Regions from separate parts of the Rattus norvegicus genome. Here regions 2 and 3 are each linked to region 1. The links are chromatin contacts, called in public Hi-C maps. All regions are on one chromosome and are shown on one strand. Each heading gives the region's core, a stretch centred on a gene start, on an enhancer-like site or on the middle of the called end of the contact. The rest is flanking DNA. Distances are from core to core; before and after follow the strand shown. Region 1 holds the start of Gpc6 (glypican 6). Region 2 overlaps Gpc6 (glypican 6). Region 3 overlaps Gpc6 (glypican 6).

The links. A called contact is a pair of places that touch in the nucleus more often than the background predicts.
Region 2: a Hi-C map of Schwann cells shows a contact between it and region 1, with 16 times the contacts expected there. The contact joins the enhancer-like site here to the promoter of Gpc6 in region 1. A contact is called at or near these places in 4 of 12 Hi-C or Micro-C datasets (the A7r5 cell line, Schwann cells, frontal cortex and 1 more) and 1 of 1 datasets of contacts at active chromatin or transcription factors (oligodendrocytes).
Region 3: a Hi-C map of the A7r5 cell line shows a contact between it and region 1, with 4 times the contacts expected there. The contact joins the enhancer-like site here to the promoter of Gpc6 in region 1. A contact is called at or near these places in 3 of 12 Hi-C or Micro-C datasets (the A7r5 cell line, Schwann cells and frontal cortex).

The regions. Positions count from the first base shown.
Region 1 is chr15:100,436,086-100,439,097 of GRCr8, forward strand. Gpc6 (glypican 6) reads left to right here and starts at 1,380. Exons shown (of 9, transcript NM_001427433.1): 1 at 1,380-2,216. The coding sequence starts at 2,057.
Region 2 is chr15:101,379,368-101,382,379 of GRCr8, forward strand. All of the region lies in intron 6 of Gpc6 (glypican 6), which reads left to right. Among named protein-coding and RNA genes, the nearest start is that of Dct, 130 kb to the right of the region's middle. Within about 2 kb of position 1,569, at least 15 of the 93 cell types and tissues checked have an H3K27ac peak or open chromatin away from gene starts, as enhancers often do. A contact at or near this core is called in Schwann cells, where this site is marked.
Region 3 is chr15:100,988,344-100,991,355 of GRCr8, forward strand. The region is part of intron 3 of Gpc6 (glypican 6); the gene reads left to right. Among named protein-coding and RNA genes, the nearest start is that of Dct, 520 kb to the right of the region's middle. Within about 2 kb of position 1,493, at least 6 of the 93 cell types and tissues checked have an H3K27ac peak or open chromatin away from gene starts, as enhancers often do. A contact at or near this core is called in the A7r5 cell line, where this site is marked.

The sequences.
Region 1 (3,012 bases), core at 130-2,629:
TAAAGCTCCTTGATAAGGCTCGACTCCTGTCTGTTCCTCCAGTGCTAGCATTTTTTATGAATTTTTGAGGACGGAACAAGCAAGCACTCTATCACTCCATAAAGACAGCACCATTTTGAAAGCGTTTCTAAAGTGAGCCAGATCCTCCTCTTGAGTCTTAGGGATGATGGGCTAAAGAGGAGTTCTTGGAAAAGAAGATGTTCAAACGATGCTGACCATAATGAAGGTACCCATGATAGAGGCAAATACAAGATTCCGGAGCCCCTTTGGTCACTAGTCATGAGGAAAACATCGTCCTGCAGGTTTACAGACCAGTACCACAGAACTACGCTTGACCCTGTTCTGACTTCTCCGGAATTGTGAGACCAGCGTACACAAGGTATAGCTACTGGGTAGCACCTCTTTCCTTTCTGATTGGTTAGTTTCAGGAGCTGTGGGTTTCAAGACAAACTTAAATAGGTTAGGTCTCTGCGTTCATTAGCATAAAAAACCCCAGGAAATTGGTTAAAACTGAATCTTCACTTTCATCCCACTTCACAGAACTGAAAGTTTCACAGACTAGATATGAGACTTCTGAGAACTTGGGAGAGAATGTTAAGCTTAGCGTGAGAGATGAGAGATGAGAGAAAATTAAGACACCATACCTCTCCAGGAGACTTGATTCATGCATGGCCTGCGGCCATTGTTTTATCTCCACACACCCTAAGCCTAGTGATTCAAGAACCCAGAGTGTTTTGTAGGTGGCACAACTCTCTCTCTCTCGCTCTCTCCCTCTCTCCTTCCCTCCCTTCACTTTACTGCTTATGCTTGCTCCTTGTGTGTGTGTGTGTGTGTGTGTGTGTGTGTGTGTGTGTGAGAGAGAGAGAGAGAGAGAGAGAGAGAGAGAGAGAGAGAGAGAGAGAGAAGAGTTGGGGGAGGGAAGTAAAGACCATCATGCACTAACTACCCGTTCTTAGAAAATAAAAATTCATTAAGACAAGCAGAAAGCAGCTGCTACTTAGAGAGGTGGCTCTGACCTAGGTTTCTTTTCTGTTCATTTCTTCCCTGGCTTTGTGTTGGGTACACTGGGGCAGGAGCAACAATTGGGAATGCGACGATATTCCTTCATCTCCAGGAAAAAATATAGCGTGATCACAATTACTCTCCTCAAACACTTAGTCTTTTTTTAATGGCTTATTTACGTCAGGAAAGGGAGCATCTCGATCTCGGACGGGCGTGGAGGCCATAAAGTGACCGAGAAAATAGGGACCTCTAGCTGGTAATCTTTCTCCTCCTGCCTAGTGGCTCGCGATCCATTCCAGGTTTTGCGGCCGATTCTGCCTCTGAATTTCGGCTGTGCACTGGGTAGCACGTTTCTCCCTCTCTCCCTCCCCTCCTTTCTCCTTTCCTCTTGCCTCCTGTGTCAGTCTCCAGGATTTTCTCTCTTCCTATTTCAAGAAGACTCTCACTGGCTCCCTCAGTCTATGTGAAGCTGAGGTTTCCCCTGGATCCCATACATTTCCATCACATACCTCCACGCACACACCTCCCCGAGAGCCCCGCGTTCACACCCACAAACACGCGCGCTCACACTCGCGCCGGCCTGTCCATCTCCCTCGGGGGGGAGCCGGCGCGCGGTCCCACCTTCGTCGCGCACACTGGCTAGGCGAGCTCGCAGCGCTCTACGACTCTGCGGCTCGGAACTCGGACCGCAGGGCTGAACACCCCCACTGTGGTATTTAAAAAAAGAAAGAAAGAAAGAAAGAAAGAAGACATTTCCTTGCTTTTTCCTCTTTTCTTCTCTTTCTCGCACGGTTTTCTACCGTAGTGGCTAGCGGAGCCGGCAGCCTTCCCAAGGCAGCCCTGGTTGGCTTGCCATCCTCCATCTGGCTTATAAAAGTTTGCTGAGTGCAGTCCAGAGGGCTGCGCGGCTCGTCCCCTCGGCTGGCGGAAGGGGGTGACGCTGGGCAGCGGCTAAGGAGCGCGCCGCAGGCTCTGGCGGGCTTTCGGCTCGAGGGGCAAGGTGAAGAGCGCACAGGGAGCTGGGGGCTGCCGAGGTGGACTTGCATGTTGCACCATGCCTTCTTGGATCCGGGCTGTGATTCTTCCTCTCTCCGGGCTGCTGCTGACCCTCCCGGCCGCGGCGGACGTGAAGGCTCGGAGCTGCAGCGAGGTCCGTCAGGCTTACGGTGCCAAGGGATTCAGCCTGGCGGACATCCCCTACCAGGAGATCGCAGGTAAGCGCGGGCCCGGGGCCCGCTGCAGCCCCGAGAGGCGGCGGGGCGCCCTCTCCCTACCCCCTGTTGCTCAGTTGGTGCTCACTTTCTGCGGGTGCCTCCCAGGAACCCCGCGTCCCAGCATCCAGGCGGCGGAGGCTGATTCCGTTTCCCGGGCGGGAGGAAGGTGTGCGTGCCCGCCGCCTCATTGTGTGCACACGCGGGAGCACACTGTTCCCTCGCCCCTCGCTCCCTGCATCTGCTCCCGCGCCCTGCTACCTCCGTGGCTGGCCTAGAGCCGGGCCTGGCCTCTAGAGCAGGGGAAGATGGAGTGAGGACGGCTAGCGGAGGCAGAGAGCGGAACCGGGCGCCCATCGCATCCCTCTCGCTGGGGCAAACTTGGGAGAACTGCGGCCGCAGTTCGCTCAGCGCCACCGTCTTAGTGGCGCCTTCTCCACTCCCGCCTTCGCGCCGGCGGGGGCGGTGGAGAGACGCGGAGGTTCCCCTACTTCAGCTCCTGCTCTCCTGGTCCTTTCCAGGGACCAGGCGCCGGGCTCCTGTGCTGGGGACCGGCTACCATGGGGACACATTGCTCGGGTCCCTAGGATCTGCACGTTGGAGTCTCGGGGCGTTTGGGGGTCGAGGGTGGACTTAGGACTCTGCTTCAGATTTGGGGCGGACTTTCCCATTGGGGTGCACCAGTGCTTCCAGGACTGCGGTTGGTCACTCGGGCTTAGGAACAACTGGGCCACCCGGCGTGGCGCCGGGTCCCGAGCCTGGCCTCCCGCTCTGGCCGGCTGGCGCACGCGGAGACAAC
Region 2 (3,012 bases), core at 319-2,818, 940 kb after region 1:
TGGAATGCATATAGTATAGATACGTGAATATATGCATATAAATATGAACGCTCATGTGCTACCTGGAAAAGGAATCTATCCATCTCCCTGCTCTATACAGAATGGAAGGAAAATCCCTCTTGCGGAAGTGTCTGCAAGGAAGAACTGGCCCACAGAGGCAGTGGGGCATCTTCTAGGGCACTCTGGGAAGCTAGAAAATGCACAAAAAAAAAGCTGGTGTCTCAGCAGAAGGTGAAGGGTAAACAAAAGAGGATACAGAACAGGATATGGCAGTGGGCAAGAGATCCACAGGCAAACGTCACCCTCGCGGGCACAGGGCTGACCCTGCATGAGCCTCTAACATTAGTAGACCGTGATTTTAAAAAACTTGATGTTTGTGGTGTGAAGAGATGGTGCAGTTGGTAAAATGCTTGCTCTGTGTGAGGACCTGGGTTCTCTCCCTCAGAACCCAGCAAGTAAGCTTGGGACAGATGCACCTCTGCAGTGCCAGGGTTGGAGAAATGGCGCCAGGATGCTCACAGGGCAGTCAGACCAACCCACCTGGTCAGTGAGCTCCTGGCCCAGCGAAGAGACACTGTCTCAAATAGATTGCAAGAATGATTGATAAAATACCGAACATTGACCTCTGCCTTACACACACACAGACACATACACACACACACACAGAGAGAGAGAGAGAGAGAGAGAGGGGGGGGGGGATCTGGACAGGGGAAGGGAACTTCTGTTAATGCATGGAATAAGCAGACTTTTCAGACAAGGAGCATGTGAGTTTGCATTTTCCTTTCAGTACCTACTGCATTTACTTCCCGTACCCTGAACTGTATAAGGATCTCTCACAGAAAAGGTTAGCAAACAAAAAAAACACAAGGGAGAAGAGCGAAGAGAGGGAGGCCCATAAAAATAAAGTCATGATAAAAAACATCTACGGATGGCAACTTTTCCCCAAGCTTCCATGAAATACCGCCTAGGGACGCAGCTCCTCGGCGATCCCTCTGCGTTCTCCGGCTTAATGAGAGTTTCTGAAAACCAAATATGCCTGGAGTGAATCCTCAGGAGGCGGTGTCTCATACAGCTGTCCCACATCACGCTGGTTCTGAGACAGACCAGCTCCCGGAGTGCCAATGGCTTCTGTGGGAACACAAAGCTACCAGAAAGTGACGGGAGACTCCGGAGAGTTAAGACGGCACATCTGGGTCTGTGATTGAGCCTTAGAGTCCCTCAACCACAATCTCCCGAGGATGGGGGTGGGGCTGGGGGAGACCAGCCTTCTCACTCCTCCCCCCCCCCGCCGCCCCCAAAAACCAAGAGGAATAGCAACCAGCCTTTTCCTGATGGGGAGATCAGCTCATTTGCCAAAGATTCCAAAAGAATGTGAATCTGTGGCTCGGTAATGGGTCTGAGCCGCCCTCTGTGACCTTAGCCCACCACGCCAACTCCCTCCGTCTCAGATTTAAATAAAAATAACCAGACATGAAACCGTGAAGGGCCCGTTACTAAGGGAATCGGATCCTTGTAGCAGCGTATCCTCGTGAATTTCCCTGATGGGGTTGAGTCAGCACTGGATGTCTCAGAAACATTCCAGACGATTTCGGAGAGGCAAGGGCAGACGGGTAATTAAACAACGCGGTCAGGAAGCCTAGGAAACAGAGAACAAAGGGCGAGGGAAGGAGACGCAAAGAAACACAGGACAGAAAAACAAGACAGAGGTGGAAAACTAGGGTTCAGCTGTGGCGGGCTGGGGCTTCCTGGGGTGCTGTGCACAGGACTTGCGTGCTCCTCCATGTCATAGAAGAGTGGCTTTTGGCCTGCGTGCAGAGCAGCAAGGCAGAGGGAAGGCGTAAGGGCCGTGGGCAGCCGGCCAGAGATGGCTCCAGCCGTAAGGCTGAGGTAACAGATAAAGCTGGTGTCTGGTAGTGCTGGCAGGAAGGGAATTGGGCTGGCCTACAGCTACCCGGGTCACCCCTGCACTCCTCAAGCTGAGACATTTAGCGTTGCCACTCAGCAGGAGGACTGTGATGTATATGGTAACATGAAACCAAGAAGCCAGCACGAAACCACACACACACAGATGCGGCTGGCAGCTTCTCTGTGTCCCTGAACAGCCATTCTGTCTTATCACCAGCCTGCTCCACCCTGGAAGCCTGGAGATTCCAAGTGTACCTAAGGCCCCTGAGGGCCCCAGTTAGTCTTCGCCAGAGGAGGCCTCACAGAAGCTGAAAGAGGAGAGCGAAGTCTCCCATGTTCATGGCCTCACTTCGTCCTATAAGATTGCAGTGCATTGGCAGGGCACATCCAAAAGCCAGCTTCCCTCCCTAAGCCGATCTAGGGCTCTTCCCTATGCCCCACACCAGTTTTCAGCACCTAGAGGTATCTGCTCAGAACCCACACGCCCCTAGGCTGAGAGGGATACAAGTTCGTTATTCTGGGAGTCTTAGATGCACAGCTCATAAGGATCATCCGTGGTCTCTATCACACACCAACTAATGACACTGGTGTGGCATGTCCGTCAGGACGGATGACTTTATCTCTTGGTGCTCTGGAAGCAGAGGCAGGTACAGGTCACCAAGACAAGAAAGGAGAGAGATGCAAGTTTGTAAGAGTCACACTCGCGTGTGCGCGCACGCACACATGCACACACTCACACACACACACATGCACGCACACACACACTCACACACGCGCGCACGTGCACGTGCACACACATACACACACCGCACACATGTGCACGCGCACACACACGCGCACACACACACTCATACGCACGCGCACACACATACGCACACACACGCATGCGCGCGCACACACACGCACACACACGCACACACACACACACTCGCACGCACACATACACACACACACACACACACACACACACACACCATCACAAAGCATGACAGTTCTTGAGCTGAAGCACTCTGTGGTGATACTCTACTGTAGACCATGAGCCAGCACGGATGTCCAGACAACTGTGCAGTCCGCCAAGAGACCCGTTTCAACATCTTTACCCAAACC
Region 3 (3,012 bases), core at 243-2,742, 550 kb after region 1:
CACAGCAGCCACTCTAATTTCCATCTCTTCTCCTGTCTCTCATTTTTTTCCTACTCTATTTTATGCACTCATGTGAGTCCATTTCCAAAGATTCAATCTTTTGACCTCCTTTTTCCTTACCTAGTTAGTCTCAGAAAGGTTCTGTGGCTCCACTAATCATCTTTAGGTAAATTGTTCTCACCTTTCTAAATCATTCTATCATCTCACTTCACTCTTTAATATTATTCTAACATGAATTACTTGGTAGAAATGTCTATGTGAAGATCTTCATCATGGTTTTAAGTCCAAAATAGAATGCATATTTCTCCTCTTGTGTTCTTTCTTCTCAATTCAGAGTTCTGTTAATGGATATAGCATCCTCCAGAAACGTTGGACCACCTGTGATGAACTCCAGATGTACACTATGGATATGGCCTAGGAATACTGTACCACGTTTCTTCCTGTCTCATTTATTAACTCCTTTAAAGCTCTCAGTGTCTTCTCTAGTCTCCATGTGCCTATCCTCACAATTTTCTCACTCCATTGCCTTCCTGGTTAGCTTATTTATGTTCCTATTTGCTCCTGCAATCCCCTGCTCAGAAATCTTGAAGATTTTCTTTCTGTCAACTAACAAAGCATAAATTCCCTCATTAACATGAGCATTAGTCCCCATCACCCTGGAGGTCCTCAACTAACAACTAATTCATGCCATCACCTACAGGCTCAACTGTGGAATGTAAGTGATTTTTGCTAAAGGTAAACATTTTTCATTTACTTCTCTCTATCTGGCAACCATGCACAATAGTTCTTCCTCTATCCATGTTAAAAATTAATTAACAGATTAATTTTTTCTCATGTTATATACTAAGCTATTGTGATCAAAAAACTACTTTCTTAATTATTAGACAGCTGTTCTCCAGTTCTATTCTATAGAACTCAGAAGATTACATTAACATACATTAATATACCTAATGAATTACATTACTATAATGAGTTATGTTTCTGTATTCAGACCTATCAGTGAGATCAAGAGAGAAATGAAGAGAGGCATACACATAGAAAGGATGCTAAACAGCTCCATTCTGTTTTCAATAGTAAAGTGTCACCTTCAGGGTCCTGGCTTCTTTAGCAAATGTCAGCTTGACTGCATTGTTAGAAAGGACGGGGAGGCTTGCCCCCTTTCTGGTGTTTGTAGAGTGTCACATAGGGCCTTGTGTCCTTTCAATGAAAACAAACGAAGGTGTAGAGCTCAAACAAACTGATGGAATGAGCTCTGTGTTGTTGAATTTAGAACTTGGAGAACAGTGGGTGTATAAGAGAAGGACAGTTGTGCTTTTTCTCAATAATTTATGGTGCTATGACTCTGCATGCTTCTTGATGTTGTTCTCATATGTGGTGATTTGCAGACAAATAGTTCTTCACCAAGTGCTTTCTGTATTGCAGAACACTGGGTACCATGTCTAGTCTCTGCATAACAATTGACAGTGTCATCTCCCCTCCCCTTCTGAGCCATGCCAGATAGAAATGTCCCCAGATGATGTCAACGGTCACTTGGGTATCTAAATCTAAATTTAGACAAGAGTATACATGAGTCAAATGTGTCCTGTGACCCAGGAGCAGTGGAATCGGCCATGTTCACACATTCTTCCCATGGAAAAGCAACTCGATTCATTTTTAAGCCCACATTCCAGAGCTCCCTTTGTTTACATATCTTTGGGCTAAGTTAAAATCCTCTTGTATCCTGTAATAGTAAGGGTAATTCTGAAACATCTGTAATCATTGACAACTATGGAACAAGCAAGACTCACAGGCACCAGGCAAAACCGCCTCTTACAGTGAATCTACAAATCTACGGCAGAAAAAAGCCCACTGTCCAAACTGCAATAGCCCTTGATTGGGGCCTAGTAAACAATTTGGTTGTAATTAGCTCTTCATGTAACAGACCAGAAAGATACAAGGGGGTAGAATCCACCCTGTGCTAAGTACAAACTCAGTAGAATTCATTTCCATTGAATTCTCTACTGTGCCCAACTGACCTATGCATTGCACTGTCACATCTTACTGTTTCTTTCTCCTTAATTCAAGCAAAATACCAGCTTACAAATGCCATCAATTACTTAAAATGCTAATAAAGTTACCATGTGTAATACACTGAGGAGTTAGATTAAACCTAGTAGGTTAAATAAATATTGAGTAGAATTTTTTTAAAAAAATGCAGAAATTTTGTTGAAAACAGGGCAATTGTCTCTTTCTGGAACCTAACCACTGAAGGAACAGGTTTTAGGTAACTGCCACATTTGATTCCATTACTAGGAAATCCTGTGCTTGCAGGTCACCAAAACCCTTTGAAGAGAATAGTACTGTATTCCAAATACAGATAAATACAGACCAAAAAATAGTAATAAGACACCTACCATTCTAGATAGTTGTTTATTTTTTAAAAAAAGCCACTTTCCTTAGTTTACCAGCAAGAATATTTTTCATTTCAGCAGACAAATTTGTAGAATTGAAGTCTTAAATTACTTTCCCCATATAACTTACCCAAAGAAACCAATCTCTGTTTTGATTAAGGCAATAAGATATGTTTCCACTATCCAAAATATAAAATTTGTTAAAAATGAGCCATGGCCGCCTGGTCAGTGGCTGCACCATTTGGAAGGAAATGCTATTCATGTGCTTTCCACAATTACTGTCAGTACTGGATGCGTGTCAGCCTGATTTAAACCCTGCTCCCTTATTTAGCATGTGTTTATGACAATGTGAGGCTAATTTATTGCTCCTGATCTATCATTCTCACGCTTCCTGTTTGTTATGCAGCTTCTTATTTCAGTATAAGGTGATGTAGCTTCCAATTTGCAAATCCACACAAAGTGACATTGTGCATTACAACAGCAGTGTGACCAAGGTCTTATTTCATTTTCCACTCTCTGCATTGGTGATTAGTCTGCTAGCAATGCTAAATTTACAGGCTTTGTAAAGCCCTAAGTTATGATGCTTCTTCGGATGTTAATTATCTCTCTATGTATGCCGTCT